Regions from separate parts of the Mus musculus genome. Here regions 1, 2, 3, 4, 5 and 7 are each linked to region 6. The links are chromatin contacts, called in public HiChIP or PLAC-seq and promoter capture Hi-C maps. All regions are on one chromosome and are shown on one strand. Each heading gives the region's core, a stretch centred on a gene start, on an enhancer-like site or on the middle of the called end of the contact. The rest is flanking DNA. Distances are from core to core; before and after follow the strand shown.

Region 1 (3,897 bases), core at 827-3,326, 1.5 Mb before region 6:
CCTCCCTGGGTCCCTTTCCCAACCGTGCCCCATTCTAGCTTAGTGTTAGGCTTCTGAGCCCCGTTTTTCTCAGGGAGGATCCCAAAGGTAGAATACTTCCTGGTGGATGGTGCCTGCTATGGCTTGAAAAATTTGACTGCACTCAGAGTCGTGTGATGCCAGGGTGTCAAGAGGGAGTGGGATCTTCAAGATGCATCTGGGTCACACCCTCATCGAGGGATTGGTGCACTGGCTCCACTGCACTGGTAAGCAGGAGAGCAGGTTTCCAGTTAAAGCAGAGTGGTTGCCGGACGGACGGTGGTGACGCATGCCTTTAACCCCAGCTCTTGGGAGGCAGAGGAAGGCGGATTTCTGAGTTCGAGGCCAGGTTGGGACTACAAAGTGAGTTCCAGGACAGCCAAGGCTATACAGAGAAACCCTGTCTCGAAAAAACGAATAAAATACAATAAAATAAATAAAAAATAAAGCAGAGCAGTACCCTTCACCTGCTCCACTTGCTCCTCCTTCATGTTATGAAGTGGCATGATGCCCTCAGCAGATGTGGACATCCTTGCTTGGATGTCCCAGACTACTCCAGAACTATGGACCAAAAAAAAAAAATCTTTTTTTTATAAAGTACTCAGGCTCCAGAATCTGTTATAGAACTAGAAAATTTACCATGTCAGTGCCCTATATTCCTTGTCTTAGGTTCCAATTGCTATGATGAAACACTACGACTCAAAACAACTTGGGGAGGAGAGGGTTTGTTTCATTTTATACTTCTAGGTAACAATCCATCCTAAGGGAGTCAGGACAAGAACCCAAGCAGACCAGGAACCTAGAAGCAGGAACTAATGGAAGGCCATAGAATAGTGCTGCTTACTGGATTGTTTCCTATAGCTTGCTCAGTCTGCTTTCTTATATGACCCAGGACCACCTGCCTATGAGTAGCATTGCCCACAGCAGACTGGGTCTGTCCACATCAATCATTAGTCAAGAAAATACCCCACAGGCTTGCTTACAGGCAGATCTTATAGAGGCATTTTCTCAATTGAGGTTCCCTTCTCTCAGATTCATCTAACTTGTGTAAAGTAGATAAAAAGCCTACCCAGCCCACACACCACGGGTGAGCTGGTGCTGGTTCAGGAGACTCAGCTGTTGATTAATTTGGACCTCCTCCTGATGACAGGATACCTTGTCTACAGATTATGTTGGAATGATCTGGAGTTTTAAGGCAAAAACCAGGAAAAAGAATTTTTAGGCCTTGAATTGTGCTTGTGAGTTCTCAGAGCCTCATACTTTGGGAGGAGATGGTGGCAGAGAGAGAGGGAGAGAGGGAGGGAGGGAGAGAGGGAGAGAGAGAGAGGGGGAGGGAGAGAGAGGGAGAGAGGGGAATTATTTTTAATTTTAATTGTTTTTGAGAGAGGTTTTCTTGACCTCACTTTGTGGCTAAGGATGGCTTTGAACTTCTGATCCTTTTGTGTCCACCTCCCATGTGCTGGGGTTTCAGGTCTGTGCTACCACACCTGATTTATGTTGTGCTAAGGATCTAACCTAGGGCCTTGTGTATGCTAGATGTGCATGCTATCAGCTCAATTACACCCCAGCTAATACCCGCTGGCTGTTTGTAGGGTAAGGTGCCCTGGGAATACTTATGGTCTTCTTTGTGAAAACCACAGCCCTACTTTAGAGTCCATAGCTGTCCAGCCACCGTGGTTACTTTTCCTCTAGATGAATTATTTTCATTTTGGCTCAGCGAGTTCTACTTTGAAATCTTCCCCTCCGCATGCAGCCAGACTTCTGACCCCCTTGTGGGATTTCATTGACTAGGGAAATCTAATGTTACTGACAGCTCAGAACCATCCCCTGTGAGATTGCAACGAATCATTACAAAATTATCAAATAAGACTTCTCCTGGGTTGGATTAATCACAGCCTTCCCCTCATGCCTCTCCAGTGGTTTAGCAATGTGGTCATTGCCAGTCTTTTCATTTTCAACAGCAAGCCGGTTTTGAAGTAGGAATGGTTTCAACACATGAGTCGTTGACTTCTGGCCGCACTGGTTCTCTTCTGGGTAAAGGCTATGCCAAATAGGGGTGGTTATAAAGTTGAGAAACAGTGACAGTCATGTCCCAGTGAGACGAAGCTTTGATATGAAGCAATGATCTGACCTCCGAACAGAAAAACTCATATCTTGCTCTGGGCATGTGGGCAAGCGTATGGTCTAGGGAGTTCATGGCGGTTTGGTTTTCACAAGGTCATTTTAATCAAAAACACAAGGAGCTCGAGGCTCCTTTGGATTATATGTAGCTACTTGGACTCTTGACATGGCCAGCAGAAATCAGAAAAACAAAACAAAACAAAACCCAAAACCTGTTCTTTTCTCAGTAATAGTTGCATAGGCAGCAATGGTCACTCACAGATGGCTACATCCTGGTCCCCAGAGATCCTGTGAATATTATGCCATCTCACGTGTCAAAAGGGACTTTGCAGATGTAATCTCTAATTAGGATTTTGGAATGGGGAGGTGGCCCTGGGTTACCTAGATGGACTAGAAAATGAGAGGGAAGAAGGATCTGAGGGGAAAGAGGAGAGGTCATGTATAGATGGAGGCAGAGCATGGAGAGGAGCCAAGGAACACAACAGCCAGAGACTAACTGGGTAAGAGAGCGACTTCCCTAAGCTTCCAAAGGCATACAGCTCTCCAGATACTTGGGATTTAGATTCGTGGCATTCAGACTCCAAGAGAACAAACCAGTGCTATGAACTGCACATTCCACGACAACTTGTTACAGCAGCAGTAGGAAGACATTACAGAGGTCTTGGATTAAAGGGAGGAGGACCCAGGTAGTCAGCCTGAGATGGGGCCATGAGTGGTAGCTTCCCCAAAGGGGCACTTTAGCACCATGACACAAACATATTCTAGGATTTGAGCCCAAGAGAAAATATTAGGGTTTGAACTGGGCCAGGGAGTGAGATTTCTAATGCAAGCTATACCAACGAGTTCAGGATAGACAATTACAAGCAATACAAAACAGTATGAAGCAGTAGGTCAGATTTGCCTGGTAGGACATTTTGCAAAGATCCCATCAAATATGACTGCCACCAACCCCCTGTGGCCATAAGAGCTTATACTGTGGCCAGTGCAGGTTTTAATTTACTTTAAAAAACAGTTTTGAATGACCATGTATGTCTTGTGATTATTTTGCTGGACAATGAAATTCTGGGTCAACATTGACAGAAATACATGAGTCACATGGGCCACTTAAGCTTTTCAGGTGGCCATATTTAAAAAATGAGAAGGAAAAAAGTAAGATTAGCAAAATATGTTGTTTAACTCAGTAATTTAAAATATTACCTTTTTTAAAGCATATAATCAATATAGAAATGAGGCATTTAGATTTACAGCATCTCTCACTTTGGACCTGTCATGGTTCAAGGGCCTCAGACACTGGAAGCCGATGGCCCCTGCACTAGTCAATCATGGAAGAGGAAGAGGATCCTGGGAGGAAGTAGTCAGACTTACTTGGAACTTCCTTCCTCTTGCCATGTCTTTTTTCCTTTGCTGCTCAAGTTTCATGTGAGGAAATACATTCCCAGCTTTATGTGGGAATCACAGACAAGAGAATTCAACTTGGTCATTATTTTCCTCTCCTCCTACAAACCCATTCTTCGATTTCTGTAGACTCTAAATACCACAGTCAAATTTCACCTTATCAGTTGGTGGAGTGGTTGGAGTTCCGGGTAAAGAAAGAAGAACATGGGAGATAAGAAAGGGGCTTGATCTGCAGAAACCTGGGCAGGGCTGGCAAGCATGTCGTGGCTGAGAATTCAACATAAGCATTTAGGAGGTCTATGTGTCTTGGCCCAGGAAGCTCTGTGGCCCTGCAGAGTGGAGCCCTAGGAAATGTTTAGTTAG
Region 2 (3,686 bases), core at 49-2,548, 1.8 Mb after region 6:
TATGAAGGCATTTTCACTCCATAAACTCAACCTGCTTTCATATACACCTTCTCATTTCCTGTTCACAAAGCCAGCTCCACGGCACCTATAATTATTTAGTATTTGAAGAAACTGGCTCCCGAGAGGAACTGGTGGAAGCTCCTGTTTACCCCTCCACTGTGCCAGACCAACGAAGAGTAACTCCTGGTGGACCAGTCCTAGCGCCAAGCCTAGGGTTTCTGCTAATAGAAAAACTGCAGGTTCTCGGGCTTCCTCAATTTGTAGCTGGTCAGGTTTTAAACCTTGCTTTTCTGAGGGGAGGAATCTGGGTAGTGTTGATGCCTTTTGTGGGACAGACAGTACTAGCCGAGAGAAGGAAATGTGAGCCCTGAATGTGGGCTGCAACCGTGTTTTTATATTTTCCTGGTTATCACATTTTTAAAAGTGAAAACAAGTGAGTCATTTAACAAATATATTTTAAGCACTGTGTCCAAAACGTGATCACTGTGACCTTTTGTCAGTGAGGTTCTTTGGCTAACTTACCCAGCCCATGAAAACCAGTGTCTCTCTCAGACCAGCATCTCAACTCACACTCACTATATTAGCTACCTCCACTTCCCTCCCTTGCTCTCTCGCTCCAACACGTGTCTGAGAGCAGAAATTTCGACTTTTAAGAGGCTTTTAGGACCCAAGAGTCCAGACCAGAAAAACGTCACTCTTCCTCCTCTATACCTAGCAATCGACCTGTATAGCATCCTTGTCGTCCTTGAAACAGTCCAGACCCTCACTTGATCCTCCCCTCTTTCCTCCCAAGCGGTATCACGTCTGGCTTTCTACTCGCCCTTAGTTACCAAGCAGACTTGAAAGAGAGAACCGGGCTGCAGTTCAAGTCCTGCCCAGGATGCAGGCACCCTTTTTCAGAAAGGACATCTAGTAGAGATGCATTTTCAGTTCTGGGCTTCATATCCAAGAGCGAGGCCACACCTGTCCTGCTACTGGGGAGGCAGGAGCCCCATCTGTAGTCCCCAGAGTGGTGGGAAATGAGCAGTGTGGGAGCAGAACCAGAGTGTAACCTAAAGGTCTCGACAGTAGACAAACACCTCAGGTGGACACTGAGGGGAAACCAGCAGGACCGGCTGGGGGGGCGTAATAACCCTAGGAGGCTGGATACAGGCGGGTGCCCCGCACCTCGCACCGCGCCCCGGCTCCCTCTCGCGGTGCCGCAGTCCCAGCCGCGCCGCCCCTCGGCTCTGCCCCCATGACGTCAGCGGGACTGGGCGGTCCCCGGGTATAAAAGGCGGTGCTGGGGGAGGGCGACTGGTCTTTTGCGCTCCTTAGCCCTCTGTCCACGCACTGCTCCGAGGGCAAGAGCCTCCACCCCTTCTACAACCAGCACCATGCGCGAGATCGTGCACATCCAGGCGGGCCAGTGTGGCAACCAGATCGGCGCTAAGGTGGGCTCACCCCTAGGGAAGAAATGGATGAGGTAGTCCCATCCGGTCAGGGTCCCAAGGTTGCGTGGGGAGAGGGGTAGGGGGGGGTGTCGCGGAAGCAGGCCGAGCCTAGGGGATCCAGAAGAGCCCCGGCTGGTGTCGCATTCCACCGCTGGCTACTGGGCGGGCCGGGTCCTGAAAGCCGACCAACTTGCCAGGATTGGTGCGACAAGGGTGTCTTAAATTAAGGTCCATTACATTGCTTTGGGACACAGCCCTTCTGCGGGGTGCAGCTGACATTAGTCTGGGTTTTTTTCGTGTCTGAAATTTGGGTTGGGGGGGTCACTACATGTATTGAAAAAAATCTCATGTCAAATGTAATTCATATATATATATATATTTCTGTCATTTGAATGAAAAAAATGCAGTGTCATTGGGTTGACAGATGTTACAGAGGCGTGTCTTTGGGCCAACAGACGAGGGTGTTAGACAAATTCTCTTACAAGGGCTCGTTTAGATGTGACATAAAACATTATGGTCCTCTTTTTTCTCTGCAAGACTGCTTGGAATGGGGGCTGTGAGACCCGACGGCAGTGGGGAGACAGCAATGGGTATTTAACATGGGTGTGGGCGGGTGCCTGCACAAGGACATGGTCTCTTTCAACACCGCCATATTGCCCACCCAACCTCCCCACTCCCTTTCCTGCTGCCAAGTCACAATGGAGGTTACATCCTGAGGATGGCCAGCTTTTTCCCGGGGCTGCCAGACGCCCTCTCAGGATTGTACTGCCCATCCCCGAACATTCCTAGCCAGGGTCAATACCCGAAGCCAATATGTAGGTCAGTGGTATAAAACTGGGCTGTTGAAAGCTGTCATGGAGTCTGTGCCAGCAGCCATTGATCCCTGGAGGCACAGGGGGCGGGGCACCTGATTTTCCCTTCTGCCTTTCCCATCCATCAGCCTGTATGTGTAACATTCAGCCTTGCCTGGAGTGATAGAAAGCAGCTGCCTCTGCAGTTCTGCGAGATCCGCTGTGCCCACTTCCTTCTCCAGGCTCCTCCCAGCCCTGCATCTGTGGTCATAATATGGCCGATGCACTGCGCATTCCCAAGACCCTCTGCAGCAGCAGCTGCTGCCCAAATACATGGAGGCCCGCAGCCCACTAGGCTCTTGCCCTGCTGTCTTTCTGGTGACAGAGAGATTCTAAGCATGATGTGGGATTGTCTTCATTTCAGTTTTGGGAGGTGATAAGCGATGAGCATGGCATCGACCCCACTGGCAGTTACCATGGCGACAGTGACTTGCAGCTGGAGAGGATCAATGTGTACTACAATGAAGCTGCTGGTAAGAGTTTGGATGTCAGTCTCGCTTTCCATACCGTGACAGAGAAAGCAGCCTACCAGCATGCAGACAAGGAAATGGTTTTTTTGCATATTCATTTTTTTTAAAAAAGCACTTCATAATTCCTGAAGACCTCTGCATGCTTTGTGTCTCCATTTTCTTTTTCCTCCTTTGTCTCAATGCTGGGATTTCTGCAATGAATTCTTTTGCCACATTCATCTCCTTTCTCAAGCCCAATTGTAAGTCAGCTCTTGTCCCCACAGGCAACAAATATGTACCTCGGGCCATCCTAGTGGACCTGGAGCCGGGCACCATGGACTCAGTGAGGTCGGGACCATTCGGCCAGATCTTCAGGCCAGACAACTTTGTGTTCGGTATGTTGTGATGCTCCATGAGAGCTGGCCAGATGACTCACTCCCTTCCTAGCAGCCGTGGGCTTTACAGTTCTGTGTGCAGCATCCAGCTGAGCCTGTGTCCCACAGACCACAAGTCCTGGCCTAACCTAGGCAGCTGACAAGATCATGTCTGTGGTCACTCTTGACAGCTCAGAGGAGAGTGTGGGCCTGGTAGAGGCTGTGCAAGGCCTCTGTGAGGAACAGTGTCTGGGGGCAGGGGAGGAGGGGATGAAAGCCTTCAAAGAGGGCATTACAGGCTGCAGGGGATTTCAAAGGGCTTCTGATGCCAGGCAACCACTTCAGTGACCAAGGTGAAGCCCAAATGCTTACAGCTGCCTTCCCTGCCTCTTTAATTATACCTAATTAAGGGTATTTACAGAATGCTCTCTGTGCTTAAGTTTAGAAGCTACTGAGTATTGTTAAAATGTGTCCTCTTCCTTGATTCTTTCTTTATTATGATCCTCAAGGTTTTTGAGGTCCCTGGATACACTGACAATATTTCTTTCTCATAAAAGTATATCTAAAAGACTACTGAAT
Region 3 (3,633 bases), core at 185-2,684, 1.8 Mb after region 6:
ACTTGGGCCTCACTCCTTAGAGAATAAAAGGGGTCACATCACCTCCTAAACCACTAGCCCCGCGTAGGGAAGCAGTGACCTTCAACCTGGGATAGCAGGGAACATACTCTGACACCCTTCTTCTTCTCTCCCTCAGAGCACACAGGTTTATTTCACATACGCTCACAAAGGGATCAGTTTCTTCCTCGAATACCTAGAAAATGCGGGTTTGAAGGGAGAGCTGATGCATCGCGTCTGCGCACGCGCTGATGTGAGTGCGCCTGAGTCTGCGGTGGTCTCTGGCTAGCTCACCGCGCTGCAGTTTTTAGGCGTGTCCCCCTCCTCTCCATCCGCAGCACCAAGGCTGGGACCTCTTAGTCACTGCAAATGAAGGTAAGAATGCTCTAGGCGTCGAAGGTTCTCAGAACCTTCTTTTCTAACAACGGATGAACTAAATACTGGAAGGACAGCGCCTGACTGGCTTTTAAACACTCAGTTGTGGAATACATCCCACGCTTTTGTGAACTCCTTTGTTTCCCTGACAGACCCGCCCCCAGGACTCCACCCTCACTCTGCCGGCAACACAGTTCACACACTGCGGCCTGCCACACCCACCCCATCACTCAGGAGGAACAAAAGCCAATCACAGGGTGAAAGGAGTCTTTGGTATCAGGCAGCGAGCACAGTATTCTTGGAGTGTGCGAGGCAGGGCTAGGCTCAGAGGTCCTTCTACCACTAAATGCTGCTACTATAGCAGAGGAACAAGCATAGTCAATAAAGACAAAGGCAAGTCTAAGATGCTCCAAAGTGTCCAAAGTTATGATCTTTTGGATTTTTCTTTTTTCCAATTACACTCGCTTTCGTAGGATCACTAGTCTTTTCCTAAAGTTGTATGTAATGGGCGTGTGCGCCTGGACAGACATTGACCTCCAGGGATGAAGAATGAGGCACTACTCTCGCCAAGTGCTTTGGCTTGGCGAAGCCTGCTCAGAGTAAGAAGAGGAATTGCTCAAGTAACGCAAATGACCCTAAAGCTCCCTACCAGTGCTCACTCGCAACACCGGACTGCACCTGCTGCACCCACCCATTAGCAGCCCCTTCTCCATCCCCAGCCTATGGTACTAAATCACCCCGCCCCGCCACACTACCGCAGTCTTCACGCTCCCAGTTCCCAGTTCCCCACACTCAGCTTGCCCTTCTCAAGTCCGAGACAATGCTCAGGCCCCAGCTTCTCCCAAGAAGCCCCACTCCTCGCAAGGTCTTCACGCCCGCGCTGATTGGCCACAAGCCCATAGTCCAGCCCCCAAGACCGTCCCTGGGGCTCAGAGCATTACGTCAACCCGGCCTGGAGAGCGCTAGCGAGAACGGGACTGGGGGCTTTGGCTGGGGGGCGCGGTCTTTTTGGTTCGCCCCACCCTCCCTACATAAAAGACCGAACCCACCCGGCCCTCGCCCTCAGCCCGTAGCCCGTCGGTTCCGGAGTAAGTTCCAGGTGGCCCAGCAGTGGGTGTGGAAGGGGAGGATCATCAGACCCACTGACACAGACCCAAGACAGCAAGAAGCTAACCAGGCACCATGCGAGAGATCGTGCACATTCAGGCGGGCCAGTGCGGCAACCAGATCGGTGCCAAGGTGGGTTCACTGCTTAGGGGGTGAGGGAGGGACCCTAACGGAGCTCCCCTCGGGATAGGTGGGGTCCAAAATGAGGCGCGGCTCTAGGTAAATACCAGGACTCACCAACGGCGGACCTGACTTGCGGTTTTGTGCAGTCGGATGGGCGTGGTCTCAGAGGAGACTTTAAAGCAAAGGGGTCTCATTCATTTTTCCTGGAACTATTCGGAATTTGAGCTGCCCCATTTTCTTTCCTCCCTAATAGCCACGAGTGCCTAAAGAAGACGTGGGTGTGTCTGCTAGGCTGTGCATGCCGGTCTTAGGGAGGGGCCGCGACACAGGAGAATTGATTTTACTCGCTTGATCACCAGGCGAGCTGCGGGGGAGGGGAGGAAGAACGATTGCCAGACGGTCACTGAACGTGCTTTGAATTTAAAACATCACCCTACAGCTTCCTCGCTTCACTCTCCCCGCCGGCCCCCTTTTCTCCTTGCCTATAGTCCCAGCGCGTTTGTCTCCAGCTGCCAGTGGTGGCTGTGACTTGCCAACCCAGCTTGGGCTGTTTTTTCACACACACACACACACACACACACACACACACACACACACACACACACACACACACACCCTACCTCCTGCTGAGAGCAGCTGTTCTCATGGGAAACCGCCCAGTTTCAACTTTCTGATCCTCTACAATGCAAGCCCTAAGGCTGTGCCTGGGTCATGCCACTCATTAAAGCTTCGGCAACGTCCTGTTGTCAAAACTGTGGGTGATGGGGGGGCTGCTCATTGAGATTGGGGGTAGGGTTGTGCATAGCTAAATACAGTCTTTTTATGTCACAGTTTTGGGAGGTCATCAGTGATGAGCATGGTATAGACCCCACTGGAAGTTACCATGGAGACAGTGATTTGCAACTGGAAAGAATCAATGTATACTACAATGAAGCAACTGGTAATTACTTTTAACACCCCATCTTCAATTCTGGCATCCCTAAGCTCTGCTCTTATTTGAACCCAGGAGAAGGTGGCTTATTTTAGGATGACCATTTTTGGGGTGGGGTAGCCTCTTCTGTGCCAACCAAACCCTTTGAAAGCTTGGTCATAATAGACCTTTCTTTGTTTGGGGGTACCACCAAACAGGAAGGAGGTGGGACCGAGCCCTACTCTATAGAAGATACTGCCTGGAGGGCTAAGCCAGCTCTTGTTCTTCTGCAGGTAATAAATATGTGCCTAGGGCCATCCTGGTGGACCTGGAGCCAGGCACAATGGACTCAGTCAGGTCTGGACCATTTGGGCAGATCTTCAGGCCGGACAACTTCGTGTTCGGTGAGTATGTGGCATAGCTGAAGACAGAAGAGCACAAGGTGTTAATTATCACTAGCACAAAGGGTGGAGGAGTGTGATAGACAGGGAGCATACATAGCAGTGGCGCCTAAGCCTTATCAGGCTTTGAGGCAATTGCATCTTAGCTTTTTCAAAGGCAGGTGTGCTCTGTTAACTCATTTATAATTGTATTGATAACCAAATAGTTTATTGCTTTATTATTTATTGGCCATTTGATAATAATTTGAAATAGCCTTATCTGAGAGGTGATTCTTTTTTTTTTTTTTTTTAAAGAAGGAATTTTCCCAATCATGGCTGACTTAATCCTCCTTTGCTCTTTCAGGCCAGAGTGGTGCAGGAAATAACTGGGCAAAGGGCCACTACACAGAGGGGGCCGAGCTGGTGGACTCTGTCCTGGACGTGGTGAGGAAGGAGTCAGAAAGCTGTGACTGTCTTCAGGGCTTCCAGCTGACCCACTCACTGGGGGGAGGCACTGGCTCAGGCATGGGGACCCTGCTCATCAGCAAGATCAGAGAGGAGTACCCAGACCGCATCATGAACACCTTCAGCGTCATGCCCTCACCCAAGGTCTCTGACACTGTGGTGGAGCCCTATAATGCCACCCTCTCAGTGCACCAGCTGGTAGAGAACACAGATGAAACCTACTGCATCGATAATGAGGCTCTGTATGACATCTGTTTCCGCACCCTGAAGCTGACC
Region 4 (3,817 bases), core at 577-3,076, 1.7 Mb after region 6:
ACACATTTACTAAGGTGGGAGCACCTCCTCCAACTCCCTGCCATAGGTCAGGACCATTTTCCATCCCAGGCCAGCCACCCTCAGGCTGGCTTGGCTGGCATCATCCCTCCTGGGTACTGAAACCCCTGCCGCTATCCAGACAGGCCAGTTAGAGAAGCAACTTCATCCTGTGATTTGTGTTCTCCAAAGTTTGTTGTGGCCAGAACAAATTTGCGGGCAAAGGGAGGAGCACACACACATGATCTTTAACACTGTCCTCCATGGACCAGCACAACTTTTCTATGAATGCTCACAAAGAAAATAATTCAGGTGTCAGCAGCCACAAGCCCGCTAGTAGGACTAGAGCTGCCATACTCTCCACCTGCATAGATAGATGTGGCCATGTTTTAGTAGAACCTGATTACGAAGTAAGACCTTACTGCCTGACTGGCTACAACTTAAAGGACGCCCTGAAGAGGTCTCAACAACTCACCAAGTGACTTAATGAGCAGCCTGAGAGGTACTAGACACTAACCTCACCTTATATCACTAAAACTTCAGAGGCCAGTACTACTGGAATAACTGGGCAGGGAAGAACACTAAGAAGCAACAGGCCCTGTGGGGATCACTAGAAACTCAGTATCATACTCTGAATTCATCTCAAAGGGTCTTTAGCAGAGGAATGGCAATCCCTGATCTATCTTATTGTTTTATCTTTTTGCTTATATGTAGTGTGTATGGTATGCATGCATACGTGCATGCATGTTCCTAAATTTGGGTGCATATATATGCATGTGCCCCCCACACAAAGTGAGCTCATCCGAGGGTAAGGTAAGTCCTTCATCCAATATGAGTGGTGTGTTCAAGGAAGAGATGAGGACAGGCAGTTTAACTCAGTGGTGGAGCATTTGCATAGCACATGCAAAGCTTTGGATTCAACCCCCTATCCTGGAGATGGAGAGGCTCTGGGCACGTGACCTGTGAGAGAAAGAAAGGCCAAAGACAGCCAGAGAGCACTCAGAATAGGTAGAGTTGCCCATACAGAGATGAAAGGTCACAGAAGGGGAAGGTTTGAGTTTGTTGGTCAAGTACCTATCAGACACTCAAATCTAAGCTCCAAGTTCAATACAAAAGTTGTCTAAACCCAATGTAAAATGTAAAACGTAGCACGCGCACATGTCAGGAAGCTGGTGCAAGGAGAGCCGATGTTCTGGTGAGCTCAGAGCTCAGGGGCTGGGATGAGTTCCCTTTAAGGTGGTCCACGTGTGGGTTGACTCCGGGGTTCCCGCAAGTCAAGAAGCAGCCCTAGGAGACTCCAGCCTGAGGTGTTCAGAATAGGACCCCAGGGCACACTGAAGCTCCTCAAGAATGTCTCTCAGGGCCGCATGCGACCAGCCTCACTCCCACTGGTCTCTCTCCTCCCAAACCCTTCTTAGCGGTCCCCACCCTCTACCCCAGATCCTTCACCTTGAGGTCCACCGGTCCCCCCAACCCCACCCCCAACTACGGCTAGGCCCCGCCCCCAGATCGCCATCAAGTTCCTGGCCCCGCCCACACTCACGTAGCGGCTGCACATGGCCACTGCGAGGTTGCGTAGATGCGGCGTTGCTCCCACCCACAGGAAGAGCGAATCCGTCAGCCGCATGACATGAAAGTGGACCAGCTGCTCCCACAGCCTTGCACTGAAGTTGTGAAGCGACACGTCCGCGTCCGCAGCGGCCCGAGACTCCTCCATCCCGCCAGCCACCGGGCCACAGCACCGAGACCGGGCAGGCGCGGGCTCCCAGACCAGAGAGAGCGAGCTCCGAAAAGCGGAACGCTCTTTCACTTTCAGATGCGCGCGCCGAGGTGGGGTGGGGCGAGCATGAGTGGGCGGGGCCTAGAACAGGGCCTCCGCCTGCTCTAGCCTGGTACCTTCAGCCTCGCCTAGGAGTCTGCCAGCGATCTCTAGGAACCCACTGAACTACCTCTGTCCTTTTTCCTTCTTCCCAGGAGCGCATGTTAGTGGACTGAAACCACTCTCAGCATCTTCCTTTGCCCAGACACGGACACAATTTGAGCGCTTTAGCAGCCACCACCTCCCAGGCCCACCTCTGCAAGTCTCTAACCTAGCTAACATAATTTAACAGCAATGATCCTGGGAGAAAGCTGTAAAAAAGAACTGCATAGACCATGGCGGGAGGACAGGGTCTTCAGAGACAGGCAGGCACACCCTGAGCTGCTATCATGTAAAGCTCGGGTCTTGATCTAACCCTTTAACTTCTCTGTCTCTCTTTCCTCGAGTACAAAATGGAAATATGAGTAGGGAGCCTTTAAGATTTGAGAAAGAATGTGAGAGAGGGAAGCCCTGTGGAGGGTGGTGATATATCTGCCCTGGGACCCTTTAATTTTAATTACTGGGACACTAAAGTGTTTGGAATGAGTCCCTTGGTGGGTTGAGAGGCGTAAAAACTTGCCCGGTTTGTCAAGCTTTTTACAGTAGACTTGGAGACTCTAGGAACTGCAAAGAGTCTGCTTAAATTTCCTGTAACTCTTAGTGGATCAAATTGAGATTTAAAATGTGATGTGATTTGAGTATGGTTTGGGACCCTCCGAGGATCCACTGTGAGATGTCTTAGTCCCCAAGGGAGATAGATTATGGAATATCATGGGAGATCAGGGGATAGGCCCTGTCTGGAAGACCCAAGTCACTGAGGAAAAGGAAATATTCCTGTGATAGAGCTCCTGAGGTATTACTATAAAAGCAACAAGCCCAGCCTTTGTGGTTAATATTGTTGGGGGTTGGGGGGAGGGGGTTACTACACCCCCTTGTTACCTTTAAATATCTATTGGGGGTTTCTACCCCACTTCAGACCATATCATTACCAGATAAAAGATACAGAAACATTTAGATTTATAATAAGCTTAAAAGCACTAGAGCTAGGCAGATATCAGCCCTCTATGCTATATTACCTATTTTCTTATGGTGATCCCAGAGATGTCACTGGCCATGTTCAGCCTGGGCCATTCCTACTCCATCAGGCTGGTCCTCTTGACCATGTGCCCATGATCTACCAACACCATGGTGACCTCCTTCCTTCTTCCTCTCTCTTCCACCTCATCCTTATCTCAGACCCCAAGCCCAGAATCCATTTTTCCACCCACTCTGTTCTGCCTAGCCTTGTCTGTAGGCATCTTTATTGGCCAATCAGGAATAAGTTGGGGGGCAAGCTTTACATCATTTGGTACAGGAGGATCTCATCAGGAGGCATCCAGATTTGGGGGGACCAGCACTTAGCATTCAAATACAGAGCAGCACCCGTGCAACCCCTACACCCTGCTACACCCATCCTCCTCCTGCCTACTCTTCTCAGGCTGTGACCTCTTCCTGTATTTGTGCTCCTGTGACATTTGTGCTATGAAGTCCTCACCATAGCTCGGCCAGCACAGATACTGTATTCTTGAACCTCCTAGCACTGTAAACTAGAATCTTTCCTCTTCATAAAGTTAATTGCCTCCGACATTTCATTTTACTAACACAAAACTAGCAATATAGTAGAGTGTTCTTTATACTCTGTTTCCATTTGCTAATTATCAGTGAATCTGGTCATATTTTGACAGCTTTATTAAAGTATAATTATTAACATTAACATGACTATTTGCCCATATTTCAGATGTTTAAATTAGGGGGTGGAGAAGCTTGAAGGAAGGGAGGGGGATAGATGTGATCAAGTTCTATACATGTGCCAGGCAGTGGTGGCGCACACCTTTAATCCCAGCACTTGGGAGACAGAGGCAGGTATATTTCTGAGTTCGAGGCCAGCCTGTTCTACAGAGTGAGTTCCAGGACAGCCAGGGC
Region 5 (3,841 bases), core at 1,046-3,545, 1.6 Mb after region 6:
AAAGCATACAAATAGCCTTTCCTTAAGAAGGCAAACAGACTTCATTTTATAGCCCCTACTTTTTGTAGGGTTCTAAGCTTTGTTTTATTGTAAATATGTAACGTATACAGGATGCTTTGGTATTTATGTATGTAGCAAAGTGATTACTCGTCAAATAGTATCTGTCACTCCTTTTAAACAAACACTGTTGTAAACTCTTCTGTGGTTGGTAATCTGTTCCTACATGTTGAAATGAAAGAACCCTCGAGGTTAGATGACTAGGGATCTAAAACCAGTGGTTTGTCAAGCATCTAACGCTCACTTCATCTCAGCCCTGGAGGAAAGAATTGAATGACTGTGGATCTGAAAGCAACCCCCTCCAAAGTTCCCCATGATTCTTCTCCCAATTAGATGAGCCATTGCTAAGATCAATGGCTGTGTTTTGCAGTGACTTACAAAGTTTCAGCTAGGTTCCTAGTGAGCAGCTGAGCAAAGGAGTCAGACCCAGACACGGAGCAGGCTTCCTTTGAAAGAACCAACACGGAAGGGGAATGAGAGAAAGCCTGGCTTGTTACATTTCAGTCAGATAAGAAAATGTAGGTTGTGTGCAGAGGGTGGAGTCAGTAATAAATATCTAACATTCATTCATTGAATGCTGACTCTGTTCTGTTGGGGTGTGGGGTGAGCGCGTCCCAAGGATTAGCTCTTCAAGTGATGAGGGGAAGAAAAGTTAAACTAACCAATAAAGTGAAATTAGGAGAAGAAGGTGGAGGAAGAGGGTAGAGGGGGAAGGGGAGGGGGAGGAAGAGAAGGAGGAAGAGAAGATCACATGTATTGGCAGGTTGCACTGTCACTCCTGATTTTGAAAATAATACTTTATTAGATTATAATCATTATACTGCATGATGGGTTTCATAATGACATTCTCACTCAAGTATGTCATTAAATGTGCTTAAATTTCCAGACTGGGTTTCCCAGACCTTTAGTGTCTTCTGCAGCCTGTGTCTCTTCCGTCTATTGTTATCTAATCTCCCCTTCCCAGCCACTCAGGAAAATTCACAGTTGGGTTCCCCAAAGTCCAGCTCTCTGGCAGTCTTCAGAAATAGTTCTCTCCACGTGTCAGAATTTCAGCAGTAAGTACATGTTGACTGGAACATTGAGCTGCATGCTTAAAAAAAAAAAGTCTCCCACTAAATTATACAACATGCAGCTGAGAAAATAACGGAGATGCTTAAAGAACGCATTCCATACATGTACTCGCAGGATATGCTTTTGGGAAAAGAACGCGAGCTTCCTTCCCCTGTGCTAAATAAGACTAGAGATAGATTGCTCCATTTAAGATTTCCATTAATTCCATTAATAAACTTCTCAGAATATGAAATGTCTCGAGAATGTAGTGAGGCTAAGATGAAAGCCGCATAATTCTCACTGGTGTCAGGCCTGGCACGCAGGAGAAGATATGCTAATGCGGCCGTTTGCCGCAGGGCTGGTGTTATTTATATAGTGCTAGCTGGGCAAGGCTGGCTCTGGAGTCTGGAGTGCCAAGAGCATTTGGATCTCCTGTGAGGTGTAGATGTGTGCGCGCCTGTGCGCAGAGCATAGGAATTGTGATTCCGAGACCTTGGGGAGGGGGTGGGGCAGGCCGCCCTCATTCACGTTTGTATCGAGTGTGTGGCTTCTGTTGAAGGTCTAGCCTTCTAGAGTTGTGTTTATTTGACATTCATTCTGGAGCACAGAAAGAAATGGCGATTTGGGGCGGGTGCTGCAGTAGGTCGTGTGTGACCCAGCGTTGTAAGGGGCTGTCATCCTAAAATTGGCAAACATGCCTCCTTGCCCCAGCTCCGTGACCATAAAAAGCTGCCTTATTTGAGTCTGGAAGAAGAACAGAAGGTTGTTCTGGAAGACAGGCAACCCTTGGGCTCAAGACCAGGAGTGGGGTGCCAGCCGCCAGGCACCTCGGAAACGAACAGAGGTCACGGAGAGCCGGTGTGCCCGGGGCGAGGTCCCTTGCGGCTGTGGGACTTGAGACTGGCAGACGACACTGTCCTCTCACTCCCAGCCAGTGCAGACTCCTTGGTGACCCCCGTCCCCCGCGCCCAGAGACCACCAGGGATCTTGCAGCGGCCCGGGTGTCCCTCTCCCCGCCCCTGCGTCTGTCCGGGCGGTGGCGACACGGCCCGGCTGGAGGGGGCGCTCGTGCGCAGGAGCGGCGCAGCAGGTGCCGCGGTTACCTCCACCTCGGCGGGGGGAGAGGGGGCGGGCCGGGGCGGGAGGCGGAGGCCGGCTCGGTGAGCCGAGAGCGCGGCCGGCTCCGCAGGCTGGCTGCGAGCTTGCGGCTTCCGGGAGCGCCCGAAGTCCGTGGAGGATCTCCCAACCCGCGGCCGCCGGCGGCCCCAGCACAACGCGCACCGGTGCCCGCAGGGCCCCGAGTCGCGACAAGGGCGCGGGTCCGGCTCCTCCTCCTCCCCGGCCGGCGCGCATCAGCGGAGAGCCTCGTAGCTAGGCGGGCGCCCGGGCCGCGGCGCGGATGAGCCGCGGCGGCTGAGGACTCGAACGGTTTCTGCCCGGCGCCCAGGGCACGGGGGTGCGCGGGTGACATGGGGGTGGCCTGACTCGCCGGGCCCGGAGCACTCTCTCCGGCCGCGGGCCCTCCTCCTCGGCGGCGGCGCTGTGCCCGGGCGCCCGCCGAGCTCCGCCGCGCTCTATGCGCCTCTGCGGGAGCCGCGGGCCCTGGCCATGGCGATAGACCGGCGGCGTGAGGCGGCGGGTAGTGGTGCCGGGCGGCAGCCGGCCCCGGCGGAGGAGAACGGCTCCCTGCCGCCCGGGGACGCGGCGGCCTCGGCGCCCCTCGGAGGGCGCGCGGGCTCCGGCAGCAGCGCGGAGATCCAGCCACTGCCTGCGCTGCACCCCAGCGGCGGCCCGCACTCGAGCTGCTGCGCGGCGACAGCCGCCCCGAGCCTCCTGTTGCTGGACTACGATGGCTCCGTGCTGCCCTTCCTCGGGGGCCTGGGCGGCGGCTACCAGAAGACCCTGGTGGTGCTCACCTGGATCCCGGCACTGTTCATTGGCTTCAGCCAGTTCTCGGACTCCTTCCTTCTGGACCAGCCCGATTTCTGGTGCCGCGGGGCCGGCAAAGGCACCGAGCTGGCGGGTGCCACTGTCACCGGCCGATGGGGTGACATGGGCAATTGGACCAGCCCCTCGGCCACCCCCTTCTCCACTGCCTCCTGGGGGACCACGAGCAACCGAAGCAACAGCAGCGACACACCACCCCTCCCATCCCCTCCAGGCAAGGGGAACAACGACTCAAATTGCGACTGCCACGCGTGGGACTACGGCATCCGCACTGGTCTCATCCAAAACGTGGTCAGCAAGGTAAGGGCCACGACCGCCGCGTCCCCGCGTTCTTCTTGTGAACCTTTTTCTTCTGACCTCGGTCGCCTCTGCTCTGTGCTCCATCTCTCATTCTCTGCAGACTTAGGTCCAAACCTACCCAGTTGAGGAACCCAAAATGTTAGCCTGTGTACGCACAACCCCGCATTGACTGGGCTCCCGGCTGTCCCTCAAAGGAGATGCTCTTACTTGGATGTGAAGCCAAGGCTTTTTTGCCGCCCTCTGCGGTGCCCGTGACGCTGCATCCGCTTCAAAGAGACCGACTTAGCCTTTTCTAATATCCACACAAACTCCTGTCCCAGTGCACATATGGAAAGGGCTCCCCTCCCCCGAAAGGTTCAAATCCTCTCCTCTATCTAGCTAAGGTGTCAGACTCACTGATGGCTCAGCAGGGGCCCTGGAAGACTCAATCCCTCTTCTAGGGCTTCTCCTTGGAGCCAGGACATAGCCATGTTCTTTCTGCAGGCTG
Region 6 (3,512 bases), core at 645-3,144:
CACATTTTATTTCCTCGCATACATTTTCATACATTTCACACCTCATACAGATGTTTATCTTACATTATTTACATTCTCTATTATTCAGCACTTTTACTCTTTTCCCTTTTTAAAAAAATGGATGTTTTTATCTTTTACTTCTCTTATATTTATATAATTCATTATTTAAGATTTTCTATTATTGAGATTTCCCCCTTCTTTTAGTTTTTTTCCCCCCACTAAACCCTTTCTCTTTTCATGTCTCCATCCATGGCACACTTTCTCATCCCGCTTCTTTCTTTCATTTAGGCTTGCTTTCGTTTTCTTGCTATTTTCCCATTTACCCTACATAATCATTACATTCCTAGCATATTCTACATTAGTATTGTAAATTTCTGTTTCATGGTTATTAGTAATATATTGCTGAACCTCAGTAACTTTGGGTGTATTTCTATATCTTCCATTTTGTTACTGTCTCAGCAATGTGTTGTCTCCTTTATGAGTAACACCGGGGAATGAGTCTCGGAGAGTAGGGTGCTCAGTAAGAACAACAGCGAAAAACATCTCCAAATCAACACAGGTCAACACCACACACAGAAACAAAAGCATGAATGAAAAACACAGCAACAGGAGTCCTCCAAAAACAAAATCAATTATCCCAGAGTGGTGGTTCACATCTTAAATCCCAGCACTCAGGAGGCAGAGGCAGGTAGATCTCTTTGAGTTTGAGACCAGCCTGGTCTATATATTGAGTCTGAGGCCAGCCAGGATATATAATGAGACCCTGTCTCAAGACAAAATAACTTAACACCTGGATTCAATGATACTGAAATAGGTAAAATTCTGGGTGATTTCAGAAGTTTCCTAGTAAAAATACTTTAAGACCTCAAAAAAGATTGAAGCAAAAAGATTAATTCAATCTTCCCTAAGGAAGGACCTGGAAAGTCTGCTGTGCACACACGTGCACGTGCGCACGCATGTGTGTGCACACACAGAGAGTAAAATAGATGAGAAAAATCAACAATATGGCTTTTAAGAATTAGCTATGGGGGCTGGAGAAATGGATCATTGGTTAAGAGCACTGACTGCTCTTCCAGAGGTCCTGAGTTCAATTCCTAGCAACCACATGGTGGCTCACAACCATCCATAATAGAATCCAATGCCCTCTTCTGGTGTGTCTGAAGATAGCAACAGTGTACATGGAAGTACAATTCAGCAAAGAAACTGAGATTTGGAGTAAAATCACAAAATAGTAATGTTGGAAATGAAAAAAATAAATTAAATAATTAAAAACAAAGCAAAGAAGTTCTGTTGGAAGTAAAAATGCAGAAATGTCATATTATATTCCTCTGTAATTTCCTATACTTTTTGGGAAGGATCAGTGGGAACTTAGGGGCCTGCGGGTGGGTGAGCATTAGGAACGAGACCATATGAGGAGTCAGGAAAACAGTGCTGCAAAGCAGATGTATTTCCTGACTATACTAGGCTTTTCCTCTGTCCTATCTTCCTCCTTTTTATAAGGTGTCAGGGTCCAGTCCTTCTCTGAGTCCTGTCCAGGTATATGCACTGTTCCTCCACGGAGAAACTGTGGGATAGAATGGATGTGCCAGGTTTTTTCTTTCTTTCTTTCTTTCTTTTTTAAGATGCGGATGGTTGTGAGCCAACATGTGGTTGCTGGGATTTGAACTCAGGACTTTTGGAAGAGCAGTCAATGCTCTTACCCGCTGAGCCATCTCACCAGCCCCATGCCAGGTTCTTGAGAACCTTCAGACCCAGTGCCTGCAGGAACTGACAGACAGGGAAAGAAAGAAGGGTTAGGGCGTGGTGGAGGGAGGGGTGTAGTCAGAAAGGGGCGAATGGTGGGGTGAGGGGCGGGCCGAGGGGCGGGCCGGGAGGCGGGCCAAGAGGCGGTGCTCGCCTGGACTCCTGCTTAACATGGCCACGCTGCGCAGGCTGCAAGAGGCGCCTCGGCACTTACTGGTCTGTGAGAAATCCAACTTCGGCCACGATAAGTCTCGCCATAAGCATCTCGTGGAGACGCACTATCATAATTACAGGGTGAGTCAGGTCCACCCGGCCCTCTTAGGCTGGAGAGCTTTAAGGTAGAACCACGCCGGGTTTCACCCGGCCAGACCTCCTCGGCTTGCGAGGGTGGGCGGAGATCGTCCTCGGGCATGCTGGGAACTATAGTCTCTTCAAGTTTCTTAACTGCTTTTCTTGGCGCTGTGTAGGACTACAATTCCCAGCATGCGCCAAACACAGGGCGGTGCTCGGTCCTATGAGGAACAGCAGAGTTTTTGTGAGTTTGGCGTGGTTACTGCGGTGTTCAGGATTAAATCCTCTCGGTGTTGGGTCGAGCAGGCAGTGGAGGAGTTAGGAATGTAACCTGCACGGTCGGAGTGTGACCTGTACAACATGTAGCCGAATTACACCCTAAGTTTGGGCAGATCTCTGTGGATCAGCTTGTGACTCTTTCCAAAGCATCACGCGGTTTGACAAACGAGGAACTCCAAATAAACTTACCTTACGATGATAAGGGTTTAAGCATTTTACATCTTAAATATTGGCCTGATGGATTTCTCAGATAGATTAGCTGGCGTCCTTGTCCCTCAAGGCTGGTTGTTGGGGCTTTGCGAAACGGACTTTAGATGTTCACTTGGGGATCATTTGAAATCCGCGCGGATTTTGCATCTCTTCGGTTGAAAGGCCATCCCTGCGGTCAGGGATGTATCGCTTATCTCAACTGGTCTCACCTAGGTTTGTCTAGGAAATGGAAGCTTCCAGGAGCACTTTTGCTTCTATGTAGCTTCTTACTAATTAAATGTCCCTAAATCCCAGGAGGAGTTCCTTTGATTTCATGACTCCAGAATAAGCAAATCAAGGCATGTTGAATTATATATACTCTATTTCCTTGACTATAAAGTGTGAAAGACATAACATATATTGCTTGTATGCAAAAATAAGATTCAAGTAAGACTTCCATTGCAATGTCATGCCTCACATTGAAATGCAGAAAGGAAAAACTTGAGTAGTCAGATATCTGTTTACTTGAAATTAATAGAATTGTTGCCTAGTAGGTTGATGGTGATGCACACCTTTAAACCCAGGCAGAGGTGGGTAAATCTCTGAGTGCAAGGCTAACCTGATAAACAGAGCAAGTTCCAGGACAGCCAGGGCTACATGGAGAAACCCTGTCTCAGGGGTAGGTGGTGGTGGCTGTGTGTGTGTGTGTATGTGTGTGTGTGTGTGTGTGTGTGTGTGTGTTTTACTAAGGGTTTTACTGCTGTGAACAGACACTCCAACAGTGACCAGGGCAACTCTTATAAGGACAACAAGGTGGGAGCATGGCAGCGTCCAGGCAGGCATGGTGTAGGGGGAGCTGAGAGTTCTACATCTTCATCTGAAGGACACTAGAAGAAGACTGGCTTCCAGGGAGCTAGATGAGGTCTCAAAGCCCACGCCCACAGTGACATACTTCCTCCAACAAAGTCACACCTACTCCACCAAGGCCATCCCTCCTAATAGCACTCCCT
Region 7 (3,693 bases), core at 830-3,329, 1.9 Mb after region 6:
ATGATCAAACACATCAGCACATTGTGGTCTGTGAATTAATTTATCAAGACTATTTTCAATTTACAAATAAAGAAATTACAAGTTGAGGTTAAATGATTCACCCGAATTGAATTCACCTTACCCCTTCTCTCAGGCTTTCACTCTCAGTTCTTTAATATTTTTTTCTAGAAAGGCAACTAATAATTTTCTTTTGAAAACCCCCAATGCAAAGACGAAATTGTTGCCAGGCATAGTGTGCCATGGTATTCCAGGCATAGTGACACATGCCTTCCATCCGGACACCAGGAAGACAGAGGCAGGTAGATCTCTGGGAATTCAAGGCCAGCCTGGCCTTCTACATAGCTAGCTTCAGGATAGCAAAGGCTACACAAAGAGACCCAGTCTCAAAAACAATAAACAAACAAACAAACAAACATATAAAATCATATGGACTTACCCAGATTAATTGAATATTCTACATTTTAAAAACATGGGGATGTACAGATTAAATTTAAAAAAAACTTAGTATTATATCCATGTTTTTATAGTAAGACACATCTGCCAGAATGATATCCTACCGATGTGTGGGAAACTATATATTTGCTTCAAATTCCAGATCCTACTGGAGATATTAAGGAGACATTAACTAAGGTGTAATAGTACTGTGCCCAGTTTGTAAGTTGTTACCTTGGGCACATATCTTATTACAATCTTGAAAGCTTAACATTATGTGTAAGGCTCAAAGTAGCAAAGAATGAGAAAAATGGAAATTAAAGTTAAGAATTGTTACTACTGTTTTTGTCAGTCATACAAACAAAACATCCCAAATTTCATTTTCAATAAGACTAGTATATTTCTACATACAATACAGCTGTGATAGTTCACCTTTCTCACAAGCCTTAGTAGTATCTTTCCAGGGGCTACAGAATTACACAATTAAGTCATTGCATCCCAAAGTTCACTCTACCATCGAGTCTTCATGTGTTAAGAAAGAATACTTTCCTAAAGGTCTTTTGTGGAATTTCTTGATTAAAACAGCTTCAACTCTTTGCACAAAGTAAAAGAGCAAGAAAATCAAATGATCTGCAAGACACAAAGAATGAGTCACCCTGGGCTGCACCATCCATCCTCAGTGGGCTCTGTCCAACGCTTAGGTGAGGAGGATGTGGCTTATCTTTTTCACAACTCAGAAAAGGTCTGCAGCAACCCATAAATGCAAATGCTACTGAGGACCAGAGAAGCCTTGGATGTTTGACACTGGTCTCTCGTTGAGGTCGTAGATCACTCCTGATTTGCCAGCTCACCTCAAAAATAACGATGAAAGCTACCGACTGCTCTGCCACCTGCTGCCCCAAGACAACAGGAATAGACCCTTTTAAAGAGCTGGTAGGTCCAGGGTTGATAGGTTACATTTAGGTAGTCTTGTTGGGGTCCTAAAGCTTCAAGAAGCTGTCATTCCTACCAAAATAATCGTTCCATAGTCACTCTGTAACCATGGCTACGGCGCACCTTCAGTCTCGACTTGAGCTAAAACGACCTCAAGAAGAGTCCAACCTCCCGCTAGATGACAGCAAGTTCCGCGCTTTTCGATTTCCGGGAACGTTTGAAGTCCCGCCCGCCACCCGGCTTCCGGAAACAACGAGCCCCGCCCTCCGGTCCACGCGCAGAAATCGCGCGGCCTCCGCCCCTTCCGGGAAACCAGCTTCTGAGGAAACTAGCGGCGGCGCCCCTGGCCTCGACCCCCGCGCTGACTTACCTCAGAGGCCTTCCCGCGGCCAAGTACCCCGGCCTAGGTGAGGAAGGACGGGCGGTGGACGTCAGGAGCGGCGCCTCGCCGTGGCTGCCCGGCCGGGACGGCCCTGGGCCCTGACGAGGACCGGTCGGAGTTCGGTGCTGAAGTGGCGCCCAGCCACTCGCAGGTCCCCCACAGCCTGCCGCCTCCCGCCGCGTCCAGCTCGCACCTCCGCGGGTCCGCACCGCCGCTGGACTCCCGGGAGGTGAGCGGCACCGACACCCGCGCTCCCGAGGCCGTTCCGGGGGCCGCTGGTCCTCCTCTAAGGACTACTGGGGTGGTGCTAGGCTGCGGCCGCCCCTGTCTCCGCCTCTGCTCACGCCCCGGGGCTGTGTGCACGGGCGAGCGCCAGCCTCCCAGCTGGGCATTGAGCTCTACTGAGCATGCCAGGTTCGCAGCACGACCATCCCGGAGGCCCGCGGGCGGAAGGAATGGCACTTTTGCCTTGCTTTCTGAGCGAGTTCTGAGAGAGCCCTTAAAAAAAATAATACGGCGGTCATAGCTGCTATATGTCAGGGCGGAGACCGCTTGGCCCGCTAGATAGCGCTGTGTGCGACAGTGGCCTTTGCAAGCTTTGTGGGTTCAGAGGTGACACGGTGACAGAACCACTGGTAAATTATCGTTCGTCCACCACAGCAGCCTGTCGAGGAAGAAACGTGATTAATTTGTAGCCCTCGAAAATAGTAGTTGAAACCCCAAGCAGAAACTGTGTTGCTGCAGGTGTCATTAAGAAGAAAGTTGCACGATAGTCCAGTGATCCCTTATTGTCAAAAGATAAATATGACAAGACAGAGAGAGGGCCACAAAAGACACGATAAAGGAGTCTTATTAAACCATACACACGACCACTTTAAGAAAATTCACAGCCATTTTACCAGATACCTCACCATACAAATAAGCATTAAAAAGATGCTCAATGTCAAAGGACATTAGGGGAACTCAACTTTGATGTAGAGTACACATAAAATGCCCCCAAATCCCAAACATTCACCGATGTTAACAAAAACGTACACTAACTGAAAATCACATACATTCCTGCAAAGAATGCAAAACCTTTATGGTTACTGTATGATTTATCAGTTTCACATACAGGTATGTACCCAAATGAACATACATCTAGTGTATAAACACATGTACTTAAGTTGGGTTTTTTGTTTGTTTGTTTGTTTGGAGTTCTTTCCGGGTGGGATTGGGTGTGTGTGTGTGTGTGTGTGTGTGTGTATAAAACTCCACATATGGGAGGCCAGGAGCCCACCTCCAGTTAGCTCCTTCTTACAATGCATCTTTTTCTTTTCCATACAAGGTATTACTTTTACCTTTTGCTTGTGGAATGGACTAAGCTGTCTGGCCAAGGCAAGAGGCACCAGGGGTGTCTCCATGGCCAGTTTTGTTTGTTTGTTTCTGTATGAGTGCTGGGGATTGAACTCAGATCCATATGTTGCCATGGAAAGCACTTTGCTGAAGGAACCATGAGCTATCTTCTTCAGGTTCCTGTACATTGTTTTTCCTTAAGTTTTTTGTTTGTTTTATTTACGAGTGTGTATATAATAGAGTGCAGATTCTCCTAGAGGCCACAGAAAGGTATCAGGTCCCCTGAAGTTAGAGTTTACAGGTGAACTGTCTGGTGTGAGTCTGGGAACCAAACTTGGGGTCCTCTGCAAGAGCAGTATGTGCTTTTAACAGCTGACTCACACTTCCAGCTCCTGTATCTGAAAAATTTAAAGGTTTATTTGATATGTCTGAGTGCTTTGATTGCACGTTTGTGCACCACTTGCATGCCTGGCGTCCATGGAGGTCAGAAGAGGGCATGGGATCTCTTGGAATTGGAGTTATGGATAGTTGTGAGTCACCATATGAGTGCCAAGACCCAGGTCCTCTGCAAGAACAACTACTGAGCCATCTCTCCCATTACTGTATTTAAC

The links. Promoter capture Hi-C pulls out the DNA fragments that hold promoters and counts their contacts. HiChIP or PLAC-seq counts read pairs in DNA pulled down with a chosen protein or histone mark. Capture Hi-C pulls out chosen DNA fragments and counts their contacts.
Region 1: a contact with region 6 is called in a promoter capture Hi-C map of 3T3-L1-derived adipocytes, with 2.8 times the contacts expected there. The contact joins the enhancer-like site here to the promoter of Rpp40 in region 6. A contact is called at or near these places in 4 of 39 promoter capture datasets (the 3T3-L1 cell line, 3T3-L1-derived adipocytes and liver) and 2 of 115 datasets of contacts at active chromatin or transcription factors (astrocytes and embryonic stem cells).
Region 2: a contact with region 6 is called in an H3K27ac HiChIP or PLAC-seq map of thymic regulatory T cells, with 7 times the contacts expected there. The contact joins the promoter of Tubb2a here to the promoter of Rpp40 in region 6. A contact is called at or near these places in 1 of 39 promoter capture datasets (pre-B cells) and 1 of 115 datasets of contacts at active chromatin or transcription factors (thymic regulatory T cells).
Region 3: a promoter capture Hi-C map of pre-B cells shows a contact between it and region 6, with 3 times the contacts expected there. The contact joins the promoter of Tubb2b here to the promoter of Rpp40 in region 6. A contact is called at or near these places in 1 of 39 promoter capture datasets (pre-B cells) and 1 of 115 datasets of contacts at active chromatin or transcription factors (astrocytes).
Region 4: a contact with region 6 is called in a promoter capture Hi-C map of liver, with 2.0 times the contacts expected there. The contact joins the promoter of Psmg4 here to the promoter of Rpp40 in region 6. A contact is called at or near these places in 4 of 39 promoter capture datasets (cranial neural crest, embryonic stem cells, hippocampal neurons and 1 more), 2 of 484 Hi-C or Micro-C datasets (CD4 T cells and CD8 T cells), 1 of 115 datasets of contacts at active chromatin or transcription factors (microglia) and 1 of 9 other capture datasets (liver).
Region 5: a promoter capture Hi-C map of cranial neural crest shows a contact between it and region 6. The contact joins the promoter of Slc22a23 here to the promoter of Rpp40 in region 6. A contact is called at or near these places in 2 of 39 promoter capture datasets (cranial neural crest and hippocampal neurons) and 1 of 115 datasets of contacts at active chromatin or transcription factors (embryonic stem cells).
Region 7: a promoter capture Hi-C map of pre-B cells shows a contact between it and region 6. The contact joins the promoter of Ripk1 here to the promoter of Rpp40 in region 6. A contact is called at or near these places in 1 of 39 promoter capture datasets (pre-B cells) and 2 of 484 Hi-C or Micro-C datasets (CD4 T cells and pre-B cells).

Annotation. Positions count from the first base shown.
Region 1 is chr13:37,397,695-37,401,591 of GRCm38.p6, reverse strand. The region is part of intron 3 of Ly86 (lymphocyte antigen 86); the gene reads right to left. Among named protein-coding and RNA genes, the nearest start is that of Gm4035, 35 kb to the left of the region's middle. Within about 2 kb of position 2,076, at least 21 of the 459 cell types and tissues checked have an H3K27ac peak or open chromatin away from gene starts, as enhancers often do. A contact at or near this core is called in 3T3-L1-derived adipocytes, where this site is marked.
Region 2 is chr13:34,075,620-34,079,305 of GRCm38.p6, reverse strand. It overlaps Tubb2a (tubulin, beta 2A class IIA), which reads left to right and starts at 1,298. Exons shown (of 4, transcript NM_009450.2): 1 at 1,298-1,433; 2 at 2,649-2,757; 3 at 3,018-3,128. The coding sequence starts at 1,377.
Region 3 is chr13:34,128,155-34,131,787 of GRCm38.p6, reverse strand. It overlaps Tubb2b (tubulin, beta 2B class IIB), which reads left to right and starts at 1,434. Exons shown (of 4, transcript NM_023716.2): 1 at 1,434-1,611; 2 at 2,434-2,542; 3 at 2,806-2,916; 4 at 3,257-3,633. The coding sequence starts at 1,555. Gm36500 (a long non-coding RNA gene) reads right to left here and starts at 1,310. Exons shown (of 3, transcript XR_873221.3): 1 at 1-1,310.
Region 4 is chr13:34,160,973-34,164,789 of GRCm38.p6, reverse strand. Psmg4 (proteasome (prosome, macropain) assembly chaperone 4) reads right to left here and starts at 1,826. Exons shown (of 3, transcript NM_001101430.2): 1 at 1,541-1,826. The coding sequence starts at 1,714.
Region 5 is chr13:34,343,672-34,347,512 of GRCm38.p6, reverse strand. It overlaps Slc22a23 (solute carrier family 22, member 23), which reads left to right and starts at 2,295. Exons shown (of 10, transcript NM_001382849.1): 1 at 2,295-3,354. The coding sequence starts at 2,716.
Region 6 is chr13:35,904,729-35,908,240 of GRCm38.p6, reverse strand. Rpp40 (ribonuclease P 40 subunit) reads left to right here and starts at 1,894. Exons shown (of 8, transcript NM_145938.4): 1 at 1,894-2,037. The coding sequence starts at 1,915.
Region 7 is chr13:34,000,749-34,004,441 of GRCm38.p6, reverse strand. Ripk1 (receptor (TNFRSF)-interacting serine-threonine kinase 1) reads right to left here and starts at 2,079. Exons shown (of 11, transcript NM_001359997.1): 1 at 1,736-2,079. It also overlaps a transcript of Serpinb6a not described here.